Regions from separate parts of the Sus scrofa genome. Here region 2 is linked to region 1. A link is a contact called in public Hi-C data. All regions are on one chromosome and are shown on one strand. The core of a region is the stretch at or near the end of the contact, and the rest is flanking DNA. Distances in the headings are between cores, read along the strand shown. Region 1 holds the start of TTC33 (tetratricopeptide repeat protein 33). Region 2 has its middle 19 kb from the start of CARD6.

What was found. Hi-C and Micro-C count contacts between places; a contact is called where the count stands out from the background.
Region 2: a Hi-C map of retroperitoneal adipose tissue shows a contact between it and region 1, with 1.7 times the contacts expected there. The contact joins the enhancer-like site here to the promoter of TTC33 in region 1. A contact is called at or near these places in 1 of 5 promoter capture datasets (liver), 7 of 47 Hi-C or Micro-C datasets (alveolar macrophages, embryonic fibroblasts, liver and 4 more) and 2 of 2 datasets of contacts at active chromatin or transcription factors (alveolar macrophages and skeletal muscle).

What each region holds. Positions count from the first base shown.
Region 1 is chr16:25,740,512-25,744,320 of Sscrofa11.1, reverse strand. TTC33 (tetratricopeptide repeat protein 33) reads left to right here and starts at 2,359. Exons shown (of 5, transcript XM_021076656.1): 1 at 2,359-2,514.
Region 2 is chr16:25,821,160-25,824,657 of Sscrofa11.1, reverse strand. No RefSeq gene overlaps it. Among named protein-coding and RNA genes, the nearest start is that of CARD6, 19 kb to the right of the region's middle. Within about 2 kb of position 2,152, at least 25 of the 83 cell types and tissues checked have an H3K27ac peak or open chromatin away from gene starts, as enhancers often do. A contact at or near this core is called in alveolar macrophages, retroperitoneal adipose tissue and subcutaneous adipose tissue, where this site is marked.

The DNA.
Region 1 (3,809 bases), core at 1,110-3,609:
AGCACCATTTAATTATTTACTCCCGAACTAGATCTTCTCACATGGCTGTTATGAACCAAGTAGTACGAATGTGACCCTATAAGGTATAAATCCAGGTCTGAATGCCTTGTTAGGGAAATATATGTATATATATATATATATGTGTGTGTGTATTTTACATACTTTTACAGAGGTATAACATACACAGAGACGTGCACAAATCGTAAATATTTGGCTTGATGCGTTTTCATTGTTTTAGGTTTTCCATGTAAAACTTTACCTAAATGAAGAAACACTACCACCGCTTTAGTACGGTCTTTTTTATGAATATCAGAAGTGATTTACTATCACTTCTGCCCTATCCTACAGACAACACAGAACAATCCTGGTATGATGTGGGAAGGAATTAAACAACAGTATGAATGCCAGGAGTAGGGATCATAGGCAGCCATCTTGGAGTCTGGCTACCACAATTGAGTATTGATCATTTTGAAAATTTTGGTTCACTTCTGCAGTTCTTACAAATGTTCTTCATCCAGCAATATGAATAAAAATCACATCCTATACCACCAATGATCTCATCTGGGAAGTTGGCAAGACCATTATGGCAAATGGAAGTTTTCCAAAATGATAATTGTTGCTTAAATCCTTGAATTTTGTCTTTGGCAACCTTGTCAATTGTATTTCTTTATGTAATAATCACCCTTTATTTTCAAGTAAAGGCTTGTCAGACCCAAACCTGAATTAACAGCAGGTGTGTCAGTCCTTCTGCATAAAAGTTTTATTCCACAAAAATGGTATCTACTTCAGCTTATGCAGTCTCACATGTGCTTTTTTTTTTTTTTTTTTTTTTTTTTTTTTTTTTTGTCTTTTCTAGGGCTGCACCTGTGGCACATGGAGGTTCCCAGGCTAGGGGTTGAATTGGAGCTGTAGCCCCCAGCCTACGCCAGAGCCACAGCAATGCCAGATCCAAGCCGTGTCTGCAACCTACACCTCAGGTCACTGGCAACGCCAGATCGTTAACCCACTGAGCGAGGCCAGGGATCAAACCTGCAACCTCATGGTTCCTAGTCAGATTCGTTAATCACTGAGCCACGACGGGAACTCCTCACATGTGCTTTTAACTTGAGACATCATACTTCATTATATAGCAAAGTCACATTATCAGTATCTCTGATTTTGTCATACAGAATATTAAAAAGGAAATATGTACTTGGATTTTTTTTTTTTTTTTTTTTGTCTTTTTGACTTTTTGCCTTTTTTAGGGCCGCTCCTGTGGCATATGGAGGTTCCCAGGCTAGGGGTCTAATAGGAGCTGTAGCCACTGGCCTATACCACAGCCACAGCAATGCCAGATCTGAGCTGCCTGTTACCTACACCATGGCTCAAGGCAACGCTGGATCCTTAACCCACTGAGCGAGGCCAGGGATCGAACCCGCAACCTCATGGTTCCTAGTCGGATTCGTAACCACTGAGCCACTATGGAAACTCCTTGGATTATTTTAATAAAATAATTCTTACTGCTTCTCAAGGACATTGAGTGACAGCATTTTTTTTTTCTTTCTTACAGTAAATGCGATGCTTGCAATGACTGCTAGTACAGCTTGGTATCATTGCCTTGATGTGCTGAGGTGCTGGTGGTTTTAGCCATCATTGCTTTTCCACTCTCACTACAAATGTCAACATTGTGAAAAAGGCAAAGGATGCCTTTATGTTAGTATGAGAGTTTTGACTTTGAAAGGATCTGGACGACCCTGGGGGTCTTGGGATAAACTTTGGAGAATTATTGTCTCACATCAGTGATCCTCAATGGGGCAGAGGTGGAGGACCCATCTTTCTGCCAGAGACATTTGCCAACGTGTGGAGGGAAGCATTTTTGGTGTCACAAATGAAGGGGTGATAGTGGATGCTAATGGCAGCTAATGGGTAGAGACGGCGGATGCCCTTAAAACCCTGCAGCGCACGGGAGAGCCCCCCTTTTCCCAACAAATAATTATTCAGTTCGAAATGTTGCAGCATTGAAGTTGAGAAAATCAGGTCTAGAAAAATGATCTTCCTTTGCACAGACATTGAGATCGACCATCTTCATTTTTCAATTTCCTGAACACTTCCCTGAGTTAACGTGTCTCCATTTATTTATTTTCTGTCCTCTGCGACTGACCGACCTCATCAACTTAGTCTGTAAAGCACCCTCCCCAAACTGTTCTCATGCGCCTCGTCTGCTGACTGCATGGGTCGCCCGGTACCGCCAGGGCGGTTCTCTCCGCGCGCACACTCAGCTTGCGCAGCTGGTTTCCTGCACTACTGCGTTGTAGGCCCTCGTTTACCGCTAGAGGGCGCTCCCTGCATACCAGCCGCGGAGGGTCATGGGGTCGGTGCGGCCGCAGTGACTTCTGGGATTTGTGGTACCAGGGAAAAGACTGCGGCTGAGAAAGGCGCAGAGTCTCGGCTTGCCTGCTCCTTTCTCTGGAGAGTTCGGACACCCCAGGTCGGCGTGCCCCCTTTTTTAGAAGTCCCGCCACCAAAGGCAAGCAGGTAGGAGGTCGGGCATAATTTCCGTTTCCGGTGGGCAAAGGGCAAGCAGAATGTAAATACGAGACTGGAGAGCGATCATTAGGTAACACGGACTACCCGGTCCGTGGTGGAAGCCCGAGGAAGAGGAGGAAACGAGGCTGGTGGGTCTTGGGGTGACGGGGGGGAAAGAGCTTCAGAAGTCGGAGTTGAGACCCACCGCGGGTGTGACAGAACCGGGACGCTAAGGTTGGTCTTTAGGGACCAGCAAGTCTGGGTGTCCCGTTCTCCCTTGCGCCCGCGCCGAGGGCGGCTTCCGAGGCGGGTGGCGGGGGTTTGACCTGCCCTGAGCGGTGGGAGGGGCGGGAGGCGAGTTTGCTTTGCACCCTGGGAGGAAGGTTCCCGCGGCTGAGGGCGGGGCTGTGAACTCGCGGGTGACGTCCTGCCCAGCCTTTATGAACTTCGCACATTTTAATTGTTATGCAAAATAAATGGGAAGTCGCTATTACTAGTTTCTGTTTTGCGGTAACATTTTCGGGCAAATCCTTTCAAGAATTCCTCATTCTCTGAACCCAGCTCTTATCCGGAAGGGTGCTGTTTTGACTACTTGATTGTGTTTCTCAGGTTTCTGGCCTTGAGGGCTGCACCCACCGATGCCATGGAGAGAAGCCTTCCCTAGCCTGTGGCAGGGTAAAATGTCAAGGCGTCCACCGTCTTTGAGTGACTATCCCAGGGTTCATTGTATCAACAAAAGAATTTCGATGGCAGCATCGTTATCTAGAATTTTCGTGGCATTCCTTTATTACAATTCCGTGTAGAAGAAATTTGTGGAGCTACCGTCGTGGCTCAGTGGTTAACTAACCAGGCTAGTATCCATGAGGACACGGGTTGGATCCCTGGCCTCGCTCAGTGGGTTAAGGATCTGGCGTTGCGGTGAGCTGTGGGGTAGGTCACAGATTCTGCTCGGATATGGCGCGTTGCTGTGGCTGGAGCTTAGGCCAACAGCTACAGCTCGGATTCGACCCCCAGCCTGAGAACCTCCATATGCCGCGGGTGCGGCCCTCAAAACACCAAATAAATAAGTGAATAAGAAATTTGTGTTGTTTTATGAGTTTAACATAAAGTCCATATGATTATGACTTACCCATATGATTCCTTATCCTGGAGGGAAAATGTAAAGGCTAGGATGTTGGCACCTTGCCCATCCAACTGTATAAATTTAGGAAAGCCTTAAGTTTTAATTTCACGTTCAGATAGCTTTAGACGAACAATAAACTGATACTGTTTAAGATATCCGAATCAACTCCAGCTGTTAAGAT
Region 2 (3,498 bases), core at 903-3,402, 81 kb before region 1:
GACTAGTATCCATGAGGATGCAGGTTCGATCCCTGGCCCCACTCAGTGGGTTAGGGATCTGGTGTTGCTCTGAGCTGTAGGCTGGCAACTGCAACCCTGATTTGACCCCAGGCCTGGGAACTTTCATATGCTGTAGGTGCAGCACTGAAAAAATAATAATTATTATTATTATTATTTCTGGAATTGCTGCGATGAGATTAAGACGGTTCATGATACTATCCTATTTGTGTACATAGGGTTTTTCTCTTAATTGAAGTATAGTTAATTCACAATGTTTTGTTAGTTTCAAGTGTACAGCAAAGTGAGTCATTGTTCATGCATATATGTACATATATTCTTTTTCAGATTCTTTTCCATCATAGGTTATGTGTATATGTTTTAAAATTGTCATGTGTAGAGTTCCCATTATGCTCAGCAGAAAGGAATCTGACTAGTATCCATGAGGACGCAGGTTCGATCCACTGGCCTTGCTCAGTGGGTCACAGATGTGGCTCAGATCCTGCGTTGCTGTGGTTGTGGTGTAGGCTGGCAGCTGTAGCTCCGATTTGACCCCTAGCCTGGGAACCTCCATATGCTTCAGGTGTGGTGCTAAAAAAAGAAAACAATGAAATAAAAAGTTGTTACTTGTATACACACACTCTTCACCATGGCTGAAATGCAGAGAATGAGTTGCAGGGCAGTAGTGGAAGCAGAGGGCAGGTAGAACACTATTGCAGTGGTCCATGTAGGAGGTGATGATGGCTTAGATGGACTAGGGGTAGTGGAGACCTTAGAGAAGTGGATGGACTCAGAATACTATGGAGATAAAATTGCCAAGACTTGGTGATTTGGGATGGAGGGAGGTGGAGGGAAGACAGACAGCCGAAGTCTTAGGTTTTGGCATTATTATAATTGGGGGAGGGAGCTATGGATGGAAAAGGGCTGCAAGTTTGGGAGGAGTCCTTTTTTGCTCATAAGTTTAAGACTCTATCAGGCATGTTATGGAAATACTGAATTAACAATTAGATGAGGAGTTCTTTGTGATGCAGCAGAAACAATCCAAGTAGTTAACCACGAGGTTGTGGATTTGATCCTTGGCCTCACTCAGTGAGTTAAGGAGTTGGCGTTGCCGTGAATTGTGGTGTAGTTCACAGAGGTGGCTCGGATCTGATGTTGCTGTGGCTGTGGTGTAGGCCAGCAGCCATAGCTCTGATTAGACCTCTAGCCTGGGAACCTCCATATGCCGCAGGTATGGCTCTAAAAAGAAAAAAAAAAAAAAAAGACTATGAGAATAGCAAATTATGAATGATTCTGTATTGTCATTAAGCAAGGAAGAGTGCTCGTTGACACATGGCATCAGATGAAATATGCAGTTGTGCAAAGCTCTTGTTAAAAAACCTTCCAGGAGTTCCCATGGTAGCTCAACGGGTTGAGAAACCAACTGGTATCCATGAGGATGCAGATTCAGTCCCTGGCCTTATTCAGTGGGTTGAGGATCCAGCATTGCCACAAGCAAATCTGGCATTTCGGTGGCTGTGGCATAGGCCCACAGCTGCAGCTCTGATATGACCCCTAGCCTAGGAACTTCCATATGCCGCAGATGTGGCCAAAAAGAAAAACTCTCCATATCCAAAATTAATGCCCATCCTAAAGGAGATCATTTTTAAAAAACAAAGCATTGCTCCCTTTTTGAAGCAGCCTCTGGGTTATGGAGAAGGTTCTCTGGGTTTGCTTTCTCACAAAGTACAGGGGAGAGAAGTAGGTGTGTCCAAGACTGCTCAGACGTTGAAAAGAAGAAACATTTTTCACAAAAATTTGTGGCAGAGCAGGTCCTCCAGGAAGCAGATGAAAAGTCTGTGACAAGGAAAGGTGGGGGCGGGGCAGGAGTGGGCGGGGGAGCCTCCTGCTGCCTGAAGGTCTGAGGGCTGTGAAAGGAGAGAAGGGAGGGGCGCTGGGGAGGGAGCACATCAAACTCCAGTGCTGCTCAGCTGGGAGAAAGCCTCAGTGGGGCCAACAGGGAGCCTCAGAGCCAAGATTGCCTGGTTGGGGCCCCACTGGTGGGAAGGCCTGGCCCAGCTCTGGTACCGCCCGCCCACCTCCCTATACTGAATCTGGCTCAGCGCAGCCTGCCCAGAGCGTGGTTCCCCAAGGAGTGCAGCAGAGCGCTGTTTGCCAGCTACTCTCCTCACAGCAGGATCCTGGAGCCGCACACCGCAGGCTGCCCAGGACTGAGACAATACGGTTAGTGTTTGGGTAATTTTAATATGTTTGTGCAGAAGAAGGAAGCAACAAGAATAAGCTTAGTCTAACAGTTTTATCACTTAGTTTCTGAAAATTTCACTTTATCCCTTATCTTGAAATCAGCAAAAGTGTGTCTAGTCTAAAAGTCAGGAAATTAGCCCTAATTTGATAAAATACCCAAGACAGTCTCTGCTGTCCTCTTGAAACACCCCAACCAGCGCTTCCAGGCACTCCTTTTGGCTCTTCTTTGCCATCCAGTGCTCCTCCTCCTCCATCAACTTCACTGATGCTCTGCTGTCCCTTAAATGCTGTTCCTCCTCAAGCTGCCTTTGTCACTTGTCCCCACTATGCAGGCTACTGTTTGATGGGATGATATATATATATTTTTTTGTTTGTTTTTGTTTTTTGCTTTTTAGGGCCGCACCGGTGGCATATAGAAGTTCCCAGGCTAGGGGTCGAATCAGAGCTACAGTTGCCGCCTACATCACAGCCACAGCAAGGCTATATCCTTAACCCACTGAAGGAGGCCAGGGATTGAACCGGCATCCTCATGGATACTAGTTGGATTCATTTCAGCTGTGCCACAACAGGAACTCCTGCCCTTAATAGTATTTCCTCCTCTCTTGCCTCCTCACTTCCAATTATGGGAAGTGGGACAGATATTAAGGCATGCAGTATTCAAATCTCTCTTTGGGTTTATGGCTCACCCTGGGGCCTAGCGTAGGGGTGGGGGTTTACCCAGGACTGGAGATAGGGAGCAGAGACCCTTCAGAGGACATGCACAACATCTCAGTATCGTCTATTCTCCCTTTTCTCTGCCTATGCCTCCCAGAGAAACTGATCTAGTCTGCAGGCTTAGAGATGTGGGGGTGTAAAATAGGACACGAGCCAAAAATTACAGTGCATTAATCACTAGTAAAGTTGTCTCCTATTAGTGACAGAATGATGTTACATATACTATGACATTGAGGCTTGAGCCAAAAACCAAATCTTAGCCAAGGAACAAAGAGAAAGCAGCACATTTTGAAAAATAAAAGGATGTCTTTTAAATTTAATTGGATACAACTTGCAGGCAAAATGAGGAGTGTTCTATACAGAAAGCTTTAGGTAGAACAGCCCTGGTCTTAAAGAGCTAAAGCTTTTACCTCATTTTTACCTTACACCAGCTTTTCAGTGCCCAATTTTCCAGCAGAAGAGGAATAGTGAGTTTCATAAGAATGGTAGTGAAGGGAAATTGTGCCAGCCCGGGTTCATGGCCCAGATGAAAATATTTCTCTG